2 separate regions of the Mus musculus genome follow, and region 2 is linked to region 1. Evidence: chromatin contacts called from public HiChIP or PLAC-seq data. All regions are on one chromosome and are shown on one strand. Each heading gives the region's core, a stretch centred on a gene start, on an enhancer-like site or on the middle of the called end of the contact. The rest is flanking DNA. Distances are from core to core; before and after follow the strand shown. Region 1 holds the start of Aldh1b1 (aldehyde dehydrogenase 1 family, member B1). Region 2 has its middle 44 kb from the start of Gm22055.

Evidence for each region. HiChIP or PLAC-seq counts read pairs in DNA pulled down with a chosen protein or histone mark.
Region 2: a contact with region 1 is called in an H3K27ac HiChIP or PLAC-seq map of embryonic stem cells, with 7 read pairs. The contact joins the enhancer-like site here to the promoter of Aldh1b1 in region 1. A contact is called at or near these places in 10 of 39 promoter capture datasets (the 3T3-L1 cell line, 3T3-L1-derived adipocytes, the HPC-7 cell line and 5 more), 1 of 484 Hi-C or Micro-C datasets (embryonic stem cells), 10 of 115 datasets of contacts at active chromatin or transcription factors (bone marrow-derived macrophages, embryonic basal ganglia, embryonic forebrain and 4 more) and 2 of 9 other capture datasets (embryonic stem cells and pancreatic islet).

What each region holds. Positions count from the first base shown.
Region 1 is chr4:45,795,945-45,801,375 of GRCm38.p6, reverse strand. Aldh1b1 (aldehyde dehydrogenase 1 family, member B1) reads right to left here and starts at 2,354. Exons shown (of 2, transcript NM_028270.4): 1 at 2,207-2,354.
Region 2 is chr4:45,589,714-45,594,919 of GRCm38.p6, reverse strand. No RefSeq gene overlaps it. Among named protein-coding and RNA genes, the nearest start is that of Gm22055, 44 kb to the right of the region's middle. Within about 2 kb of position 3,244, at least 40 of the 459 cell types and tissues checked have an H3K27ac peak or open chromatin away from gene starts, as enhancers often do. A contact at or near this core is called in embryonic stem cells and trophoblast stem cells, where this site is marked.

The sequences.
Region 1 (5,431 bases), core at 1,105-3,604:
CACGTTAGTAGGATGAGCTCCTCTGAGGCAGGGATTTTTGTTGCTGTCATTCTATGCCCCGCTAGCGTGGCAGACCTTGAGGGAAGGGACTCTGAGGGATCAGAATTTCTCCAGGAAGCCCCCCTTCTGAGAATGACAATACCCTGCAGCGTCAGGAGATACTCACCAATCCGATAATTTGTGTCACAGCTAAAATTTGCACTGTAACGCCTCCTGGCTTGAATTTTATCTTTTTAATAAGATTTTAGTGTGGCTACAGGCAAAGCCAAGAGAAACCAAGAACCTTTCTTTCCCTAGTTCTGGCCTAAACCACACACAAAGCCCTTCTCACGCTCCGCAAGCTGGATGCTCTAAGCCACAGAGATAACCAAACAAGCCCTTGGGAGTCCAAGGTCAACCTGGCCTACAGCGGGAGACCCTGCCTCAACAACGCAAACAACGCAAATAATTATTAATTCTGCTCTTTCGTCAGAGTCACCTCTATGACCATGTCCGGTCCTAGGGTAGACCTATTGCTGACTGAGTGACACACTAGGAAAACACACTAAGATTCCCACAAGGGCCACTGAGGAACTGCCCTGAGATCTGAGCAAGGACCCTAGAGACTTGGGACCCCAGTTCCCTCAAATGTAGAGTTCCCTGGGGTGGTGTTGAATGGGGTCTTCCATGTCTAAAACCAGAGACACTCCACTCTGGCAGACATCAGAACACTCAAGGTCTCAGAAACCAACCTGGCAGAGCCCCCCAACCCCAGAACAGTGGGACGGGGCTTAGTTTTCTGGGGTACAAGTCAAACACCAGCTGAGGTAGGTCTGCTTATTGTCACCTAAAACAGCAGTGACTTTCTTTACTAAAACAGCATGATAACATGATGAAATGTAAATGTATCTAAAATTGCATAAACGACTGTTAGACTGTGTTTCTACTTCCTAGATTAGTTACACAGTTAATCTCTGGCTAGGAATAGAAACCTTGTGTCTTTTCTGTCTCACTCGGAGGCTTGCTCCACCCAGCAGTAAAATGTAATTGCACCAGCCCAGATCCTTGACCTCCACCCCCACCCCCACCCCCACTCCCATCCCAGGCCCTTTCAACCCTCTGTCCCAAGTGCAGAGAAAGAAAAAAAAAACCTAATCCACGAAAGCAAGGATCCCACCAGGTCCTTAGCCATACAGAAATCAATGCTGACCAGAAAAAAGCCCTCCCAGGGGAACCTGAGCCAGCAGGCCCATCAAGGACATCTGCTTTGTCCTTGTAACCAAAAGACCAGGATCTCTCTCTCTCTCTCTCTCTCTCTCTCTCTCTCTCTCTCTGTGTGTGTGTGTGTGTGTGTGTGTGTGTGTGTGTGTGTGTGTGAAATTGCTCTTAGGTCACACCAAGGCTCTGCTGCTCAGAATCTTCACAGGGTCCAAGTGGTTGCTTTCATTTTGCACATAGAAAAGTCTCTGGTCCGGCTGGAGAGCTGGCTAAGCAGTTAAGAGCACTGACTGCTCTTCCAGAGGTTCGAAGTTCAATTCCCAGCAACCACATGGTGGCTCAAAACCACCTGTAATGAGATCTGACGCCCTCTTCTGGTGTGTCTGAAGTCAGCTACAGTGAACTCACATAAATGAAATGAATAAATCTTGAAAGAAAGAAAGGAAGGAAGAAAGGAAGAAAAGAAGGAAGGGAGAGAGGGAGAGAGAGAGAGGAAAAGAAAAGAAAGAAAAGAAAAGAAAAGAAAAGAAAAGACAAAGCTCTGGTCACAGGTTATCCAGCTTTACAGTTTGCGGTTCATCTTCTCACTGTAAATTCAGCAGCCTCCCTCCCTGTCCCCGTCAGGTTGAGTAGAACAGATTTTGATGGCTACTCTAGAGGGAACCACAGATGTTCAGGGACACTACTCTCTCATCTTTGGATTTGGATTCCCAAAGGCCTAGCTTTGTGGTTCCTCCCAATATCAGATACTCATGTCCACCGAGTGAAAGGCCTGAAGTCAGAACCCCGGAACACACACTTAGACCTAGCCTGTCCACTATGGCCAGTGGCTCTAGCCCCAGATGGGAACCAAGATGAGAAGGTTTGGGTGGTTCTGTGTTCTCCCAGCCCATCCAGTGTCTCCCCGATAGGAAGCGGCGTGGAAAGAACCCAGCAGTGCACCCGGAAGAGACCTGCCATTCGGGGACCGTAGCGTGCCCCAGTGCGGAGGGAGGGCGGCGGTAGCTACCTGCGGTGGTCTGGGGCTCAGGCTCCGAATCGCGCTCAGGCTCAAATTCTAGTATCAGCGTTCTCCGGTCAGTTCAGCAGCCGTGCGGACCCGCCTCGCTCAGCCGCTAGCCAGCCAATGTGGTTCCGTCACCAGCTAAGCTCCGCCTGCTCCCGGCACCGCCCACCACTGAGGGATCTCGGCTCAACACCCTGATTTCCCCTAGCCTAATCTTAGGTCCAGCATCAGGCACCTTCCAGAGGATTCTGATTTGGCTTCTTTGGAGCAGGCATCTCAAGTCTGAGAGCCTAAGGACACTCCTTTGACAATCAAAAGAGGGACCCAGAGAGAGGTGGGGTTTTCCTAGGATCACATGCCCGGCTCTATCCTGGGACCCCTCCTTAAATATCAACCATTGACAGACCTTGTTGATAGAGTGCCGCGGATCAGCATTCCTGAGCCTGTTTTACTAAGACAGTACTGAAAATTCTTGTTCCAAAATCGTGAGCAGATCGGATACATTCCAAACAAAATGGGCTATGTTGTTTATAAAGTCTACATTGACCATTGGTCTCTGCTTTTGAGCTGAGGGTGGACAGTTGGGCCAAGACCCTGGGGTTGGGGTTGTAGGAACTGAAGATTTTTAAAATAACATGCATTTTAAAAAAACAGCCTAAAATGCAGTCAGAAAGACAGTGGAAGTGAGTTACACGGGGATTAGGCTGGCTGCCATATTGTGTGAAGAATCCTGGCGGTGTTAAGTAGCTAGTTACAGATTAGTGGATTTGAAGGACACCACTCTCATAACCAATGGCTTATAGGATTGAATCTGAAATCGCAGGACTTTATTACTGGTCAAAGGAGTGTGATCTTGTCATAGCTCTTATCCTGGGTAGAGATATAACATGCTGTACTGTCTTGGGTGGAGGTGTCATTAATAGATAACTATCTAAACAACCCTCAGCAAGATTATTGCCTCCCTTCAAGCTTTCTGGTAAAAAAAAACAAGACATACCATTCTTCCTTACTTTAAGAGTGAATCCAAATAGACCTGTCCATCACCCAGACAGAAAACATTCCTTAGAAACAGCTACCTGCTCTAGAAAAAGCCCACTCACAAATGGTCAGCACAGTGGCAGTGGTCTCTGACCTCTGTCTGCTCTCACGTGGTCCCTTTGGCTATTGTGCAATCCCCTACTGCTGGGTGATAAATTCTACCTACCCTCCACCTACACTCTGAGCGTCTCTTCTAGACCTTTCCATGGAAGTCACAGAACTAGGGAGTCACTAAGAAAGGCTGGCACAAGATCCAGGTGACTGAAAAATCTGGAGTATTCTCCCTTTAGAACTCAAGGAACAAAATATGTACACCAAGTCTCTGAAAGTCCAGATCAGGCAGGGTCTGTGGAGTGCCAGAGGGCAAAGCCAGACCAGTGTGTGGGAGGTTATGGGGCACCCCAAGAAAAACATCCTGGCAGAGCATAGTAGGAACTGGGCATGTAGCTCGCCCAGTACTTGTGAAGTTTGAATACAATCCCCGGTGAGGAGACAAAACCCAGAAATGCCCCCCCCACTCCCCGCCCAGGGAGCTCCACTCAGTTAGAGCTGAACCCTTAACGATGCAGCAGAGGAGGAGTTTAAGGCGGTAAGTGTTACTATTTGCTCTTTATCTAAGTGAGTGAGACACGCCACACGCACAGGAAAAGGACCAAATATACCCAAGTGTGGATATGGGCTTCTCAAGGAAGAGTCTGGCTTAGTTAGGTGTCTTTACTATGGCTCTAGATAGATGGGTGGATAGATAGATAGATGATAGATAGATAGATAGATAGATAGATAGATAGATAGATAGTGACTCTGGTTTCTAAGTTACCTTGTTCAAAATATATAATTTACAAGAAGGCAAAAAGACTAAGCAAAGTTTTAAAATTACGTTTTTTAGGGTTTGTTGTTGTTTTGGGGGTTGTTTTTTTTTTTTTAGTTTAAAATATGAGCTGGTCTACATATTGACCTTGACCTGAAGCCTGTCCCTGTAACTGAAGCTGTCAGGTGGTTTTACAAGAGGCATTGCTCAGAGTTAGAGATGAGAAGGGTATGCTCACAGCTCCGCTCAAGGCCATGGACATCCCGGCCCTGCAGAGTTCTTGGTTGTTTTGAACATCCTGTTTAAGAGTGTCCAGGAAAACAGGCACCTCTTCTGTGGGCAGTCTGGCTTTTGTCAGGTTGTGTCTTGACTCTCGGCCAGCCCGCCTGCAGACTAGATCCCAGGGGGAGCGGCTTCTGCCTCTTCCCATCACTCTCCCTTAACTTCCCATCTTTCTCCCCTTCCCCACACACAACCAGACAAAACAGAGCTGGCTAAGGACTGTGAGGGCTGCCTTGAAAGGTGGATGCTCTCCACACTGGAGGAGAATAAGGAGTCACAGACATCCCTACCGATAGGCATTAATTCCCCAGAATCCTACAGGAGGGACCATCAAATGATGATCAGCTAGGCAAGGGGCTCCCAACTCAGCTGAGGGTCAGAATTGCGTCAGGAAATGGAGCATTTGTCATCCCCCAAGCTTTCCTTCAGGGATCCAAAATCACTAGGTGTGGGTGAGAGCCAAGGATATATATATATTTTTTAAGTTCCCCATATATGTCTGATGTTCAGCTGTGTAGCCATGCTTAGAAATTATGGGCAGACCTAAGAGTTCTTTGTGGACTCTGTAAGTACACCATAATGTTTCCAGAAAAAGACTTCTTCTGTGAATGCTTTGTGTTTAAATTCCATACAGCGCTCCTACCCCAAACACTTCATAAACTGGTGGGCACCAGAATCCACCAAGGTGGTTGGCTCTGTTGTAAAAGCATTAAACACATTTCAAAAACAGGAATCTAACATTTCCTTACTTTTAAAAATTAGATTTAAATTAATACAATGAGAACTAAAGAAAGGCGAACAGCTTCAAGATCTAAATCAAAAATAAAACGCTGTGAAAAGAGCCAGATTTGTACAAAAAAAAAAAAAAAAAGAAAGAAAGAAAGAAAGAAAGAAAAGGTACAAAAACAGAATAGCTCAAGATTCTCAGTAGCATCGTGAACCGAGAGGAGACACATCTGGAAGTAGATTAGACCGAGGTTCTTGACAACCTGGCCAGAACGTAAGCTTTCTCATACACTGTCAGACACTAATGGAGCGGGCTTTCAGACTTACACTTCCTGATATGGTGATGATGACCTCGAAGTGGCTGAAGATAAAAC
Region 2 (5,206 bases), core at 1,995-4,494, 210 kb after region 1:
TCTCTCAGTTCAAGGCCAGTCTGGTCTACAGAGTGAGCTCCAGGATAGCCAGGGCTACACAGAGAAACCCTGTCTTAAAAAAACAAAACAAAACAAAACAAGAAGAAGGAAGAAAGAAAGAAAGAAAGAAAGAAAGAAAGAGAAAAAGAGAAAGAAAAAAATTATTTTTAAAAATATGCTTTAAATCAACCAATTAATCAATTAGCTAAACTATATGCACAAAGCCTTAAGCCTATTAGGATAACAGCCATCGTAGAACAGAGACAAGTTGGTGGTGAGGATCTGCAGGAACACTGGCAGTCCTTTGAAAAACCAAACACTAAGTCACCAGGTATGCTACAACCCTGTTTCTGAAAGCACCTGTGAAACCTAGAAGCAGCATCCCACAGAGATGTGTGTGTATGTGTGTGTGTGTGTGTGTGTGTGTGTGTGTGTGTGTGTGTGTGTGTGTGGTGTGGTGTGTGTGGTGTGTGTGTGTGTGGGGGTGTGTGTGTGTGTGTGTGTGTGTGTGTGGTGTGGTGTGTGGTGTGTGTGTGTGTGGTGTGGTGTGGTGTGTGTGGTGTGTGTGGTGTGGTGTGTGTAGTGTGTGTGTGTGTGTGTGTAGTGTGTTGTGTGTGTGTGGGGGGGTGTGGTGTGTGTGTGTGTGTGTGTGTGTGTGGTGTGGTGTGTGTGGTGTGTGTGTGTGTATGTGTGTGTGTGTGTGTGGTGTGGTGTGTGTGGTGTGTGTGTGTGTGGTGTGGTGTGTGTGGTGTGTGTGTGTGTGTGTGGTGTGGTGTGTGTAGTGTGTGTGTGTGTGTGTAGTGTGTTGTGTGTGTGTGGGGGGGGGGTGTGGTGTGTGTGTGTGTGTGTGGTGTGGTGTGTGTAGTGTGTGTGTGTGTAGTGTGGTGTGTGTGTGTGTATGTGTGTGTGTGTGTGTGTGTGTGTGTGTGGTGTGGTGTGTGTGGTGTGTGTGTGTGTGGTGTGGTGTGTGTAGTGTGTGTGTGTGTAGTGTGTTGTGTGTGTGTGTATGTGTGTGTGTAGTGTGTTGTGTGTTGTGTGTGTGTGTGTGTGTGTGTGTGTGTGTGTTGCGAGTGTGCCATGTGTAAGGCAGCACCTTGCACTAAGTCAAGGGGTAGGAAGATCCCCTCCCCCTTGTGGTAGACAGACAGATGGACAGGCAGAAAGTTGGATATGTACACACTCAGTAAGGAAGGAAATGCCCATACAAAGCCACTGTAACATTGGCTATTCTTGACTTTACTGCACTAAATCACAAAAGGGAAGCATTATGGGACTACTTTTATATTCAAATTCACAGAAACAGGAAATAGAATGGGAGTGGCCAGGAGCTAGGAACAGAGAGGAGTGGGGAGTAGCGTTCAGTGTGGGACATCCTCATACATGCAAACAAACACGCATATAATAAAACTAAATGCACATAACATAAGAGAAATATTTATTTTAAAAAGCTGTAGCACAGAGCCAGACAAGTCTAAGGTGGCTCCCAGCCGTGTGCGGTTCACCTTTGCTGCCACCCACCACCCATTGTTAATCTGTGATTTCCTTAAACTGGAGACTGTTCACAGCTCGGCTTCTTTGGGGCCTCAGATGGAAAAACTACTAAAACAAGCAGGGGGCAGACAGGAGCTTCCTAAAGGTACCATCCTGGCTGCCTGAGCTCCTCCTGTCAGGAAACAGTTCCCAACTCCAGTCCAGGCCAAGATCAGTTTGAGTCTGTCCACAGAGACAGTGGAGCCATCCATCGCTCAAGGCAAAGCTCTGAGCTCTAAGGGTAATAGACAGTGCTCCAAACCGCGTCCTGGGGTGGAAATGCCATTAGAGAAGACAGTTGATGCCACAGCAGAAGACATGGAAGAAGAGAGGAGATCCTGACTGCTCTCCTCAATGGGAACATCACTGGCTGATTGAGCAAGGCTCAGGAAGGCCCACCCCCACCCCCCACTGTCTTCACAAGTCTTCTGGGCTGGCCTGACTTGTGTTTCCATGGTAACATCTTAACCATCAGTGACCATGTGAACCAAGTGTGTCCCATGTTTTGCCTCTGCCCTAAGGAATCCTGTGTCCTCTTTTAAATCTTGAAGACATGGCCCTAGGTGTGTCTTCTAAAGAGTTTAAAATCCAGTCAAGATGACAGTGAAGATTAGCTGTGGTAGATGACATCTAGGAAGGGGCCCAAACACAGGAAAAGCACGTGGGCAAGAAGAGCACCAACTGTTGGCCTACCCTGTCTTCCAGAGCTTCTGTTTCCAGTCAGGAAATTCTGTTTCCCATTCCTGAGAATTTAGTGAAACCCTTAAAGACCACTCAATATTGTCCACCCCAGTTCCAGGAATGCAGGCCAATGGAATGAATCTCTTCCTCCAACGTCACACTATCTCTCTCAAGCCTCCACTCCCACCCCACCTTCACCTGCCACCTCAGGACTTCTCTCAGACAGCCTGACCAGTAGTTGTGATGTGGAGGCTGGGCTGAGCTCCCTTCCCTGAGCTTGAGTGAGAGGGTGTGGACAGAGAGGGGTCTCTTTTACGGGACACATTGGACAAACCACACATAGCTCCAAGATCAATGCGAAGATTGTGTCTGGGATCTGGGAGATGTCTCTCCACCACTTCATCCCTATGCGCTACAACAAAATGAGGAGGATAAGATGCCAGCCCCTGTCAGGGAAACCACAAAATCTTCCCCAGCTGAGAGTAATCCCTGGACTCCGCCCAACTCGCCCAACTCCGCCCAACTCGAGACTGGGCTTCCCCAACTGGAGCGTGAAGAGGGCCCTTCCAGCCCCATTGTTGGAGGCAGAATGGCTGGGAATTCCTAGGATGGGAGGAGTGTAGCTAAATCTCAGAGAAGTACAGCCCACCCCAGCCCAGCCACACCAACCAGCCCTGCTCACCCTATTCAAACCCTCCCTCAAACAGTCAAGTGATAAAGGGTCATCCCCAGAAATGGGAACCTCATTGATATGGTCTCTTGCTGGAGCCCCCCAAAAGGGAAGTTCCTGGAACATCGTCCACCCCGCCTCTTGGCAGCCCCTCCCACTTCATTTTCACTCCCTTGGATGATGGACAATGAGGCAGGAAGAGCCCAAGGGAGGCTGGGAACTAGGAACTGGTGGGGGGGGGGGATCCACAGATGACAGAAGTCTCTGCTTCAGGGTTCAGCTCTGCCACTGTCCACGCTGTGTGCCTTCTCGTCCCCGGGCCTTTCTCCTTCGAGGCCTCTCTCCACCCTGGGTCTGTGGGTCTGCACTTACCTCAGTGCTCAGCCCCAGCGCTTCACTGCTGCCCCCAGACCTTCCCACAGTTCCTCACTCAGCTCCGCCACTTTCCCCAAAGAATAATTAACCTCCGTCAGGTGCTCCTGGGAAGGGCTGGGAGCAGCAGGGGAGCACTTTGCAGAATAAGAAAGCCATTTGAAGCGAGGGATCGGGCGCGGCTCCTGCTGCTGCTTGTCAGCCAAACTTACCGCGGGGAGTCTCTTACCCTTTGGTTTCTGGCAAGACCCCGGCCGCTTTGTGTTTATTTATTCATTCAACAATTATCGATTGTGTACCTGCTGAGAACACCCATCCTAAGTGCAGGGAGAACAACACAAAGACAAGTTCTTGCTAGTCGCAAGTTTTGCTTTCCTGTAAGGAAAAGGGACAATTGCGCCCCCCTTTTCTCCCTCTCTATGCATGCACAAGTATGATGTCAGAGGGAAAGAAAATATTCAAAACACAAAAATAAGGCTCCCATCACCTACAACACCATCTAACAAGCTGCCATAAGGCTAGTGGGAAATATTTAACCACTTCTTTCCAGGCTTGTAGCTTTACTTCAGGATACTGTTGAAACTTGAAGAGGTAAGACCTCTCTGGAGGAATTCCGGGATCCTTCCCTTTGTAACCTCTGCTTCATAACCAGCAGGAATCAAAGACTTTAATCTGCCAGCATGATGTCCCTCGCAGGCACAAGAGGCTAAGCAGCTGTGGGCTGAACCTTCTATCATCAATAGCCAACATAACCCTGCCTCTACTATGTCTTCAGATGTTTTGGTTGTAGCAATGAAAAGTGAGTAACATAGCCTGATGGTAGACTGGGATCCCAAATATGAAATCCACTCCGCACAGCTGGCTATTTAAAGTTAATTATTACCTTTATAGGTAAAATATAATAACCACATGCATCTATATATGTGCACATTCATAATTTATGCAAATATAATATTAAATTAATGATATCCGATCTTAATGTGTTTTGCTAATCCCACTGGGTGAGAAAAAGACTGTTATGGGGTCTGCTTGATCCAGCTTAGAAATCAATTCACACACCAGTTCAATGCAGATGACAAAAATTTATTGTAATCAAGCCACTACTGATTGATCAGTGTCGCAGAACAGATTTGGGGGCTGACTACTGTTGGTTTACATGCAATTCCACTAGGCTTCCCCGTGGGTCCTAGCAACGGCTTACATCATCATCTGCCGCCAAAACCTGGGCCGCCAAGTGCTGATATTAAAGGACTGCTTGCCAACCCATTTCTCTTTGTTCCCACCAGTCTCTCTCTTCCCCTTTCTGTCCTTCTCTGTTCCAGCTTCAACGTCATGGCTCTGCTCCTGTCTGTCTGCCTCTACCCCTTCTCCAGGTCCCCACTCTCTTCCCTTCCCCCAAATGAACCTCCTTTATACCAGGTCTGTTGTATGATGGGTTTTACCAGGAGGACGGACACCTTGGCATGGGCCCACCAGGTACTAACACATCTCTCGCCGCATTATATTTCATAATAAATGTGACCCCTGAACCAGAATATCACAGACTATTTAAGCTTACAAATCACATACATCTGTACCAAGTTATTGTTACATTTTTTTCATCAATCGGTATTTAGGAGTAAGGGTTTTCTTTATGTGGCTAATCTATGTCAATTGACCTAGAATGTAGGTACTACAGTTCTACCAATCAAATCCATTTGTTCTTTTGCAGTTAGGAACAGTCATTATGTTCTGGAACAGAAGATAACAGAAGCTGTTCAGCTGGCGAACTCCTTGGTTGCCCTAGGACGTGGGATCTTGAACCTAGTTTCCTCCTGTAATTAAATACAGTCTGAAACAAAATGGTAGTACTTAGGACATGTTTCTTTTGTTTGCTCCCAACATGACCATTGCCACAATTTTTTAACCAAATTTGAAGCAAGCTTTATTAATTACTGGCCAGGAGAATGGACA